Regions from separate parts of the Sus scrofa genome. Here region 2 is linked to region 1. A link is a contact called in public HiChIP or PLAC-seq data. All regions are on one chromosome and are shown on one strand. The core of a region is the stretch at or near the end of the contact, and the rest is flanking DNA. Distances in the headings are between cores, read along the strand shown.

Region 1 (6,063 bases), core at 1,041-3,540:
CTGTCAGTGTGGGAGATAAAGTAGGAGGACAAATGTGTGCACCTAGCATGCCTGAGTATCCAGTACAGGGCGCGTCATTACTAACCACTGGGTCTAATAGTTGTGAGGTCTGATGACAGTTGTAACCCTAGACTCCCGGGAAGGTGTTGCACCTGCATCCTGAGAGGGGCTCCTCCCAGGCACCCTCGCTTTGCTCTGTCCCTTAGCTTCCTGGGCTCAGGAGGAACAGGTGGAGCCTGAGCCCAGTACCCCCCACCAAAAAGGACTTTGAGCCTGAAGGGGAACTTCTCCTGTGAGTTGACGCCACCCCCACATTCTTGCCCCGTGCTGCCTCTCCTTCCCGCCCCCCCCCCCTTCTGTCACACCCTTCATCAGGGCCAATGTCCCCTTGGTGGCAGGCACTCCCCAATTGGACGACAGAGTCTGCCTGAATTTAACACCAAATCCTGGAGCTCCTCCTTTTCCACTATAAGGGTCACCCCGCTGGTCACCACAGCCATTCTGGGTTGGTGGTTATTAAGGTCACCCATTTTAGGAAGATGAAATGGGCTTGATGGGTGAGGGGACCTGGCTTCTGGCTCCAAACCTCGTGTGGAACTTGGCCTTCCTGGGCAGGCTGTGAGAGGGACAGCTTTCTAGCTGGCTATGGGGAGTGGGTGCTCCTGTCCTGACTTAGATTTCTGGAAAGAAGAATTAGTCTCCTCCTCCCACACCATCTGTGCTCCTAAATAGCATAGAGCCCCTAAGGGGGCTCCAGAACAAATGTGGCTGGATACCCCCATCCCCTGCTCCATTATAAGAGCAGAAACTTTGCCATGTCACCACACGGCCCTTGACCAGATGTGTTTCTAGGGCCTGTTGGGGTTCAGGGACCAAGTGAGAGAAGGGAATACTTTTGAGTGGCCCTGCTGCCACACGGTGGTGCTACAGGAGCAGAAGGCAGCCTGTTCTAATGCATGTGAACCAAAGTCAGGAAATCTGAAAGCAGCGCAGGCAGCAGAGGTGAGGTGGTCTTGTCATAGCCCCGCAAATTCTCCAAGGAGTTTCCTGCATCGTGGCTCTGTCTGGCCTTGTCTTCCTTCCCGGCCTCCCTCCCTCACCATGCCCCGGCCTCCCTTACTTGGCACTGCCCCAGGGCCTTTGCACCTGCTGTGCAGAAGACCTCACTTATATCTACTCTGCCCCCAAGACCTCATCTGTGAAGCCCTTGAGGCTGCCCCCGGTGTCACTGACAAATGTTCCCCACATGAAGCAGCCCAGCAGCTTTCTGAATCACCAGGCCACAGGGCTGAGGCTGGCAGTGTGTCATCAGGCTCCTTTCTGGAACATCGGGGAATGTCAGGAAAAGTAGTTTACACACTCAAGCTTTGTGCAGATCACTGCCCAGAAAGGAATGATAGGTGGAGTCTTTGCAGCTTTTCAGTCAGCTCCACAGTCACTTGGCCGGGAGTTTCTGACAACCTCCATGACAGCCCTCTGTGTGAAGCACTGCCTCTCCTCGACTCTGCGCTCAGGTCCCTTCTAGCTGGCAGGGACCTGAAGGTCACATGATTAATGTTCTAACCTGTGGAGCAGGTCTCGACCCAAGGCAGCTCCTCTCCTTCGAACCTCACCTTCCCCTGGGTAGGGAGAAGAGAGAGAAGCTGTGTCCAATGCCTCCTGGCCACCCCGGGGCTGGGGGGCGTCTCTGATCAGTCCCTTTGCCAGGCAAAATGGTAGCTGAGAGCCCCTGAGGCTCAGGGCCTCAGCCCAGGCTAGGCTGTTGTCAGCAGACCCTCTGAACAGCAATGGCAAAACCCAGCCAGGGAATGTGCAGGCCACCCCCCCTTCTCCCACCCAGCAGCTCAGGCTTCCTAGGGCTCTGCAGCATCTTCAACTTGCCAAATGCTCAGGATCACAATTCAAGTTCAGGCCTCCTTATCCCAGTCCCTCTACCCACCCCAAGCCAAGCCCAGGCCCTACAATAGACAAACAAGCAGAGTAGCAGACCCACAGCTCCAGCCCCTGTGCAGGTGGCCCGACCAGGGTTTTTCTCATTTGCGTCTCTGGTGAGCACAGATTTCAGTGGTGCTGGGACAGTGTGGTGTGTGTCAAGCTGTGACCATATGGGACAAGTCCAAGACATGCTCAGTGGACATTTGTAGAAAGTACCCAAAAGTGGGTTTTAATTTTGATATCAGAAAAGCTGATCTTTGCTAAAATATGCCAGATGTAAGCTTTTAGAGAGTACGCGTAAACCCACTCTTGTGTGCTGGCTTCCTGATGTCCTCAGACACACATTTTGCACAAGGCCCTCTTTGCTAAGAAAAGCTAACCCCAAACAGGGAAGTTTCGCAGGGGGGTCTTGCAGAATTCAAAGACTTCCGCGTTCTGGGAAAGCTGCATCTTTCTTCACAAGCACAGAAATGTCCAAGTCCAAAAGGCTTCCCGGGGGAGTTCCTGTTGTGGCTCAGCAGGTTAAGAACCTGACTAGTATCCACGAGGATGAGGGTTTCATCCCTGGCCTCACTCAGTGAGTCAGGGATCTGGCGTTGTCGTGAGCTATGGTGTAGGTCACATACGTGGCTTGGATCCCATGTTGCTATGGCCATGGATGTGGCCAGCAGCTACAGCTCCAATTTGACCCTAGCCTGGGAACTTCCTTATGCCCTAAAGCAAAAAAACCAAAAAAAATAAAAAAGGCCTCCCAGGTCTTCATACCCACTGGTTGTCCGGGCCAATCTTTGGGACCTGATTCTTACCTGAATGTTCTTCACTTCTTTATAAGTGAATCTGCAGAAGCGAAAATGCTGAGTGAAACAGGCCCTCAGCACAGACCTCCTCCCAGGTCCACACTCAAGCCATTGGAGCTCTCTGGTCAGAGTCACTCAGCGTTCCTGGGGAAGCCACAGCCCTGCACCTCCCTGGGGAGACTTGGCCCAGGCCTTTCCAGTGACCCTACATCCAAAGGGAAAATCTGAGCCCCTCCCTTTGTTCGACCTATTCTTTATCCTTACTCTTTTTTTTTTTTTTTTGTCTTTTTGTCCTTTTAGGGCCGCAATGGCGGCATATGGAGGTTCCCAGGCTAGGGGTCTAATCGGAGCTGTTGCCACTAGCCTACACCAGAGCTACAGCAACACCAGATCTGAGCCGCTTCTGTGACCTACGCCACAGCTCATGGCAACACTGGATCCTTAACCCACTGAGCAAGGCCAGGGATCGAACCCACAACCTCATGGTTCCTAGTTGGATTCATTTCCGCTGCGTCATGACAGGAACTCCAGACCTATTCTTTATCCTCATCCAAAAAGGAAGTATGATTGGCCAGGAAGACCTGTCCCCTGCAGCGCAGGTGGGCTCACCTCAGCCACCTGGTCACCAGCCCTCGGTGTCAGGAACTGCCTGGGGGGGTGACATCAAGGGCAGGCCTCAGTGGGGCACAGTCCTCAGCCCCGAGGAAGCTGATACTCAGCCTGGACCCTGTCTGAGCATTCGCTCAGCTACTGCCTGACGAGGAAAGCCAGGGTGGGCCGTTCTGCCGAGGCCAGCCCTGAGATGCCCTGCTCTGGGAACTGCCCTGTGACCCTCTGGCCAGGACAGGGGTCCTGTTGACCTTCATGGGCTGAGCTCTTGGACACACACCTCTGGCCCACGGTAGCCTCTCCTCCATTGCGGGGCTGGCCCAGTAGCCTCTGCAGACTCTCTGTGTTTTCAGCAGTTGTGCAACTGTTTTCAGGATCTGCAGAACCAAGGTTCTGCCCTTGGGCTCAGGCGCATGTCAGGGTTTAAAGGCAAGGCAGCGGGTCCAGCCACCCTGTCACCGACCACTGGCACCTTGTGTGGCCTGGGTGTCCTCATGTGGTAAATGGGAATATGACAGGGCCACCGTGAAGGTCGGGGCAGGGCTGAGGGAGGCTACAGCAGACCTTGTGGATGGCCCCTCCCCATCCTGAGAAATGGTCTCAAATAGGGAGCCCTGAATGGGGCAGACAGCAGTGGTTCAGGGCTTCAGTGAGGCTGAAAGCCAGGGCCGGGTGACAGGGGTGGCCTCAGGTGAGATGTGTGGCCGTGGGGAGCGTTGGTATTGCTTGTAGGTGTGTGCCACTCACTCTCCACCCATGGGCTCTGTGGTCCTGAGCTGCATAGAGTAAACCAAGAGGGCCCAAGACCATCTTCCACCCAATGTCCATGGGGTTGGGGTTGCGAGATGGAGGAGGAGCAGGGTGGGGTCTTGGGCATAGCAAGCATCCCTCTCAACCTCAGAGGGGCCAGCCCTGGCCTCACAGTGGTGGGGCCCACAGTGGGAATGAGGAGCAGAGGCAGCAGAGCCGGGAAGCATAGGCCAGAATTTGCACTGAGTCATCCATTAGTGTGCTTGGGCTGCTGTAACAGAGTCCCACAGACATTTATTCTCTCTCAGTTCTGAAGGCTGGAAGTCAGGATCAAGGTTTTGGCAGGGCTGGCTTCTCCCGAGGCCTGTCGAGCTAAAGAAAAACACAAAACATAAGAATGATGAGTTTAAGTTTTATTCAGGACCTTACTAAGGACTATTGCCCAAGTGGCAGCTCTGAGGAACTGCTCCTAAGAGGTGGGGGAGGAGCCAGTACATGCACGAATTTTAGGAAATACATGTAGTCAAGCATACATCATGGTAAAGGATGGCTGCTAATCACAAAGAATAAATACCTTAAGTTGATTTTAGTGCATCTCTGTGTATGGAAAATGCAAGAATATGGGGTTATCAACATTTTCCCCGAAATGTGCATCTAACTCTCTCAGGGCTCGTTTGTCTAATGCACAGAATCCCCTCAGGGTGCACTGTCCCAGTTGATTGCACTGGTTGTGACTTAAACCTTGTATGACTGGATGATGAGTGGCACTCTTTGTTCTTTTTTTTTTTTTTTTTTTTTTCCCACGGCCACAGCAGCAGCATATGGAGGTTCCCAAGCTTGGGGTCAAACTGGAGCTATAGCCGCTGGTCACAGCCACAGCCACAGCAACTCAGGATCCGAGCCATGCCTGTGGCCTACACCACAGCTCATGGCAACACTGGATCCTTAACACACTGAGTGAGGCTGGAGATCGAACCTGCGTCCTCATGGATGCTAATCAGATTCATTTCCGCTGCGCCACAATGGGAACTCCTGTTCTTTTTTTATTCACAGACTCCCTCCTTGGTGTGTGGACAGCTCTCTTATGCCTGTGTCCTCAAGTAGGCTTCCCCCTGTGTGTGTCCGTGTCCTAATCTCCTCTCGTTAGAAGGACACCAGTTACTTTGTAGGAGGGCCCTCCCTAGTGACCTCATTTTACCTCAGTCCCCTCTTTAAAGGTCCGTTCTCCAAATTCAGTCACATCCTGAGGTACTGGGCGTGAGGACTGCAAAGTATGAACTTTGGGGAACACAATTCAGCCTGTAACAGCCTCCAACGCCCAAGCCCCTCCTCTCTGTCCCCTCACTCCCAACCAGTGCATCTCTTTCTCCCTAAACTTGCAGCATTTATGTTAGATATGTTTTTAGCTTGTTTTGTTCAAATTTTACTTATGGAAGTTTTGGACACATGCAAGTATGAAATAACAGACAGCCGGGAGACCCCACCCCCACCCCCCACCGCCAAACTGGAGCAATTTCAACTTTTTGCTCCCCCGACCCCGACCCCCACACTCTTCTTTTTTCCGTAATTTTTTTTTTCTTTTTTCTATTTCTTTGGGCCGCTTCTGCGGCATATGGAGGTTCCCAGGCTAGAGGTCTAATCGGAGCTGTAGCCTGTGGCCTACGCCAGAGCCACAGCAACGCGGGATCCGAGCCTTGTCTGCAACCTACACCACAGCTCACGGCAACGCAGGATTGTTAACCCACTGAGCAAGGGCAGGGACCGAACCCGCAACCTCATGGTTCCTAGTCGGATTCGTTAACCACTGCGCCACGACAGGAACTCCTTTTTTCTGTAATATTTTAAAACAGGGAGTTCCCGTCGTGGCGCAGTGGTTAACGAATCCGACTAGGAACCATGAGGTCGCGGGTTCGGTCCCTGCCCTTGCTCAGTGGGTTAACGATCCGGCGTTGCCGTGAGCTGTGGTGTAGGT
Region 2 (6,063 bases), core at 1,672-4,171, 290 kb after region 1:
AATATTACTTAGGATTAGATTCAGTGTGTATACATGGTCGCTGTATCTGTTGAAAGGATGGCTGAATTCTTTTTTTTTTTTTTTTTTTTAATCTTTCCTAGGGCTGCTCCCTCGGCATATGGAGGTTCCCAGGCTAGGGATCTAACCTGAGCTGTAGCCGCCGGCCGATGCCAGAGCCACAGCAACGCGGGATCCAAGCCACGTCTGCAACCTACACCACAGCTCACAGCAACGCCGGATCCCCAACCCACTGAACAATGCCAGGGATCAAACCCGCAACCTCATCGTTCCTAGTTGGATTTGTCAACCACTGAGCCACGACGGGAACTCCCTGAATTCTTTTTTCATTGTAAAATTAGATTGTAAAATTTCTTGATATTTGTGCCTCTGCTCACTGCTCACTTTTACCTACTAAGTGCTCAGAATTTTGACCAGATCTTCCACTTAGGTTTCTGAATTCAAGGTAATTTTGTCTACAATTATTTTGCTTCAGATAGGCTTTTAACTTCTGATGTAGAATTACAATGTAGTACAGTTGTACACTTTAATATAGCAAGGACTCAATTCCCTGGTGGACACTTACCTGGCAGCTCACCTTTTTGGAAAATGCCAAAGAAATTTAAATGAAAGGTCAGGAAGTTTTGGTATTGTGACCCCAAAAGAAAAAAAAAGGCTTTCTCTTTTCTCATTGAAAAATCAGATTTTCTCCCTGTAGACTTCTCTTTCCTTTGGAGATGTAATTCTGATAAACTTAGTTATCTATTTCTAAACGCAGCTTGAGAGAAGGGTGCAGAGGAAAGTCTGCCAGAGGTAGGCGCACCATTAATAGCAAGAAGTGACACTTCACAAGGGAGAAGATAGAAAAAGCTATAAAAAGCACACATAATTCTGGAGCTCCTTGAGAAGAAAGAAAACAACCCTATGTACTTCAGTAGCCCCTGAGGGTGTGGATTCGATGTGTATAAGGATTTTCTTTTTTCTTTTTTTCTTTTTTTTTTTTTTTGTCTTTTTGGCATTTCTTGGGCCGCTCCCGCAGCATATGGAGGTTCCCAGGCTAGAGGTCTACTTGGAGCTGTAGCTGCCAGCCTCCGCCAGAGCCACAGCAACACGGGATCCGAGCCGCGTCTGCAACCTACACCACAGCTCACGGCAACGCCGGATCGTCAACCCACTGAGCAAGGGCAGGGTTCGAACCCGCAACCTCATGGTTCCTAGTCGGATTCGTTAACCACTGCGCCACAATGGGAACTCCATGTATAGGGATTTTCTATAAGGATGATTTAGAGCTGGAATATTTTAGATTCAGCATTCTCTAAGTGAATGTGAGTGAAGCAGTATGTTCTGTTTTTAAAAGATGACCATTAAAATGGTTAAGTGAATTAAAACCATGGTGGCATATTACTCACTACATACTTGTTAGAATGGCTGAAATACATAATACTGGCAATACCAAGTTAGCTAGCAAGAATGCTGAGCAATCGGAATCATCCCACATGGCTGGTGGGAATGCAAGATGGCATGCCACCCTGAAAACTGCTCCTTTGGTTTCTAAGAAAGTTAATGATGCATTTACCATGTGATCCAGCAGTTATACTATTTTCCTAAAGGAACTGTTGTTCACACAAAAACTTACTTAAATGTTCATAGCAGTTTTATTTATAATAGCTCAAACTGGAAATAACCAAAATATCCTTTAATAGGTGAATAGTTAAGCTATGGTACCATGCAAAACTATTCAACAATAAAAAGGGAGAATACACACAACTTGGATGAGGCTTGTTTTGTTTTGTTTTGTTTTAGGGCCACACCCATGGCATATGGAAGTTCCCAGGCTAGGGGTCAAATCAGAGCTGCAGCTGCCAGCCTACACCACAGCCACAGCAACACCAGATCTGAGCCGAGTCTGCCACCTACATGGCAGCTCATGGCAATACCAGATCCTTAACCCACTGAACAAGGCCAGGAATCAAAACAGTGTCCTCATGGATGCCAGTCAGGTTCGTTAATCACTGAGCCACGATGGGAACTCCTGTATTGGCCTTTTCTAGGGTTCTGTAAAGTGGCAGAAGGGCTTAATTTTCTGTCAGTTTTATTTAATCTTTTTTTTTTTTAATTTTTTAATTTTTTTAATACTTATTTCCCCAATACAGTTTTTTTCCTACTGTACAGCATGGTGACCTAGTTACACATACATGTACATGTTCTATTTTCGCACATTATCATGCTCCATCATAAGTGACTAGACATAGTTCCCAGTGCTACACAGAGAAATCTTTTTTAACTTAGAAGAGTGTGTCTTTTCGAGAGAAATAATCATGTTTATTTAGCCATTGGTAGTTGGCCCACGCAGCAGCTAATTTTGTTCAGGTCACTAAACTGCCTGGCCTGGACCCGGCTTTTCTTAGTTACCAGGAGCATTCCCTCTTGTGTGCCTGGAGTCATCATAACTTTTGAGACGTGGTGAGGGACTTATGTTTATTTAAAAATCTTGGTGGCATTAAATCCTTGGAGCTTTCCTAAATATTTCTGCCTTAAGACTTGTGGTGTTGGTGTGCAGGTTTATAATGAAGTCCTTCAGATCTTATCGCGAATCCATGCTCTCATATATTTACTCAGTTCTTACCGGAATTCATGCTTTAAGGCACTGGGAGAACGTGAGGTTAGACTGTAGCCTGAGATTTGGGGATGATGATCTCTGTCTTTGGGAACCTGATAGAGGTAGGGAGGCTGACTTGTAGGCTGCTGGTCCCTTGCCAGGTCCTCTGTCACAGTGCTGTCTCATTTAGCCCTCAGTGTTGTTAACCCATTTTACATGGGAAGAAATGAGATTGCTGATTGAGCAACATCTGGGGCCAAGTAACTGGTAACCTCGGTAACCTCTTCCAGAGGGAAGTGCTGAGCTGAAGTCAAAGTTCAGTTTCATTGTGTAAGAATGCTATGGGGCTGTGCCTACCTGCAGTTCACTCTCTGGTCAGATCTGATAGCAGAACGCCTCTGCTGCTTTTTCCGGGTAGAATGGGTGCAGCACAGTTTCTCTCCAGGAGAAATTGAAAACTACCAATATGCTCTTTAAACCTCACGTTGATTGGGAAATACAGTTCAAAACTGACCACATCATACCTCAAACCAGCTATCCATTTAAAATACTTACTTAAAAATATTTATTTCATTCCAGTGTACCAGTTTTGTGACTGGCTTATTTCATTTAGCCTAATGTCTTCAAGGTTCATCCATATTGTAACATTGTGTCAGAATTTCCTTTCTTCGTAAAGCTTAATAATAGTCTGTTGTATGAGTGGACCCCTTTTGGTTTATGGATACTTGGCTTGCTCCCCGCTTTTGTCTGTTGTGAGTAACAATAGTGCTGCCATGAATTCGGGTGTACAAGAATCTGCTGGAGTCCTGCTCTCAGTTCTTTGGGGCGTGTGCCCAGGAGTGGAACTGCTGGATCATTTGGCAATTCTAGATTTAATTTCTCCAAGAGTCACCATATTGGTCCTCAGGGGAGTCACTGTCCTGGCAGCAACCTGAACAAAACCGTTAATCCAGACTCCTCCTTCAGGCTTTTTTGGACCCATTTTACCTTCCTTCAGTCTCACAATTCCTCTACTGACCTTTTTATTTTTTTTTACTTTGATTTATTTTTATTTTTTGCTTTTTAGGGACGCACCTGTGATATATGGAGGTTCCCAGGCCAGGGGTCAAATCAGAGACGCAGCTGCCAGCCTACACCACAGCCACAGCCACAGCCACAGCCACAGCCACGTGGGATCCAAGCCACATCTGCGACCTACACCACAGCTCACAGCAGCGCCGGATCCCCAACCTCCTGAGCGGGGCCAGGGATCATACCTGCATCCTTGTGGATACTAGTTGGATTCATTTCTGCTTCGCTACAACGGGAACTCCCTACAGTTCTTTTTAAATGCTCCCAACCAGACTGTTCACTGTTTCTTCAGGAAATGTCCATTTCCCAACTTCCCAGCTCTGCTGAAGTTACTCTCTTGTCTTACTACCCAGCTTTTGCTTGTCAGAATTTTACTTCTCCCTCAGAGCCTATCTCAAAATCTTTATTATAGTTGCTTGCATACATATCTTCCTAACTATAAGCTACTTGAGGCCAGGGACTAATTTTATTCCTCTTGTATCTCTTATATGTTTAGTATGGGCACTCAAAAACTCGAGATGTTTTTTAATCTCACATTTGCTTTGTTCTATTTACATAGGTAGACAAATGTAATTTTTTTCTTTGAACACTTGGATCAATGGCTATTAAGTAAGATTTATTTTCTTACCTTAAATTTCTCAGACTCTGTTTTCTGATTGGTTCCCAGTGATAATTCATTCTCCCTTTAGCAAACATTGAGTGCTTATTATTGGCCAGGCATGGAGGCGTGACTAACATAGAAGAAAGGAATCCTTTAAGGAGTTTATGGAAGGGGGCTCATATCATCATTTTCCCATGTCAATGTTTGGAACTTTCTTTGATTCCATAGGACAGATCTATTTAGTCAGTGAAGAGCAATTTCTGGTTCTCAAGAGGGGCTGGGGGTGCTGGTGGTTTTGGCACTGATTGTTACAGCTGAGGGCATGTGGACTGCAAGCTTCTAGGGGCAGAGGCCAGGAATGCTGCTGACATTCTGCAACGCACAAGACAGCCCCACAGTAAAGAATTATCTATTCCCAGACAGCACTAGTGCCGATGCTAGGAAATCCTGGTATGAGCAAATCAAAGAATTCTAAGCTGTGGGCCTTGGTAAAGCTAAATAAATGTTTGAAATAGAGATTTCTATGTATGCCGGGAAGAGCGATAATAAAAAAACACAATTCACTTTTCTAAATTAAGATACGTACATGTACACACACTTTCTCTATAATATATTTCTAGACCAGCATTACTCTTCATTTTGTTTTATACGATGAGAATTTAGACACTGGAAATAAACTAATTAATATCTGCCATACATTCCACCCTTAGTAAGAAATTGACCATTGGAATAAATATCATATAATATGAAGAGGCGTTACTTTTTTTTAAATTGAGATATATTGGACACACAACAATTTCAGGTGTACAACATAAGGATTCAATATGTATATATTGTGAACTATACACCACATTAAGTCTAGCTAACATCCATCACTGTAGTTACAATCTTTTTCTTATGAGAATTTTTAAGCTCCTAGCAACTTTCAGATAGACACTACTGTGTTTAGCAACTCTCCATGCTTGATTGTACATCTGTAATCGCTTGTATATTTTATGCAGTAGACCCTTGAACAACACAAGTTTGATCTGTGAGGGTCCACTTCTGCGTGGATTTTTTTCAATAGTAAATATTACAGTACTACATGGTCTGTGATGGGTTTGAATCTGAGGATGCAGAACCATGGATGGGAAGGGCTCACTATAAAGTTATACACAGATTTTTGACTGCGTGGAGGGTTGATGCCCCTAACTTGCTGCTGTTCAAGGGTCACCTGTAACGGGAAGCTTGTACGCTGTGACCTCCACCCGTTTTCCCCACACCCACCCTGAAGAAGCGATACTTTAGAATTTGAAGACTGAGATTTATTTTCTAGTGGATTTATAAATTTGACAAAATTTTATATGTAGAACAATTAGATGTAAAAGGATCAGAGTTTAGATAGGAATAGTCTAAACTTCTCCAAATGTCTCTGTGTAGCTGGCATCATTTATTTTATTTTTTTACTTATGTTTTCTCTAGAAAGTACGTTCCATGATAACCATGATGTTGGGGTCACTTCCCTACTTGGTCCCCTTGTACAGCACGGTGTAATAGCAGAAGAACGGTGGAAAGTTTGTGCTCAAACCCAGAGCCTAGTCTGTTCCACAGATAAGTAGTCTTAACTTGGCCACCTGGCACAGAGGCTTTATCTCTGAATAAGCCCTTTATGCTTCTTAATTTGGGAGCTGTGTTGAAGACATAAAAGGATGACTGCTTAGGGAAGTTGGCTGAATTTAGCTATCTTTTCTCCCTTGTTACACCTGGTTTTATCAGGCATTGTTTTCAGGCATCTTAGGGTTACTCGGATTTATCT

The links. HiChIP or PLAC-seq counts read pairs in DNA pulled down with a chosen protein or histone mark.
Region 2: an H3K27ac HiChIP or PLAC-seq map of alveolar macrophages shows a contact between it and region 1. The contact joins two enhancer-like sites. A contact is called at or near these places in 1 of 47 Hi-C or Micro-C datasets (epiblast stem cells) and 1 of 2 datasets of contacts at active chromatin or transcription factors (alveolar macrophages).

The regions. Positions count from the first base shown.
Region 1 is chr3:42,576,176-42,582,238 of Sscrofa11.1, forward strand. The region is part of intron 17 of FGD3 (FYVE, RhoGEF and PH domain-containing protein 3); the gene reads left to right. Among named protein-coding and RNA genes, the nearest start is that of SUSD3, 17 kb to the right of the region's middle. Within about 2 kb of position 2,291, at least 2 of the 83 cell types and tissues checked have an H3K27ac peak or open chromatin away from gene starts, as enhancers often do. A contact at or near this core is called in alveolar macrophages, where this site is marked.
Region 2 is chr3:42,863,805-42,869,867 of Sscrofa11.1, forward strand. All of the region lies in intron 1 of FAM120A (constitutive coactivator of PPAR-gamma-like protein 1), which reads left to right. Among named protein-coding and RNA genes, the nearest start is that of FAM120A, 5.2 kb to the left of the region's middle. Within about 2 kb of position 2,922, at least 21 of the 83 cell types and tissues checked have an H3K27ac peak or open chromatin away from gene starts, as enhancers often do. A contact at or near this core is called in alveolar macrophages, where this site is marked.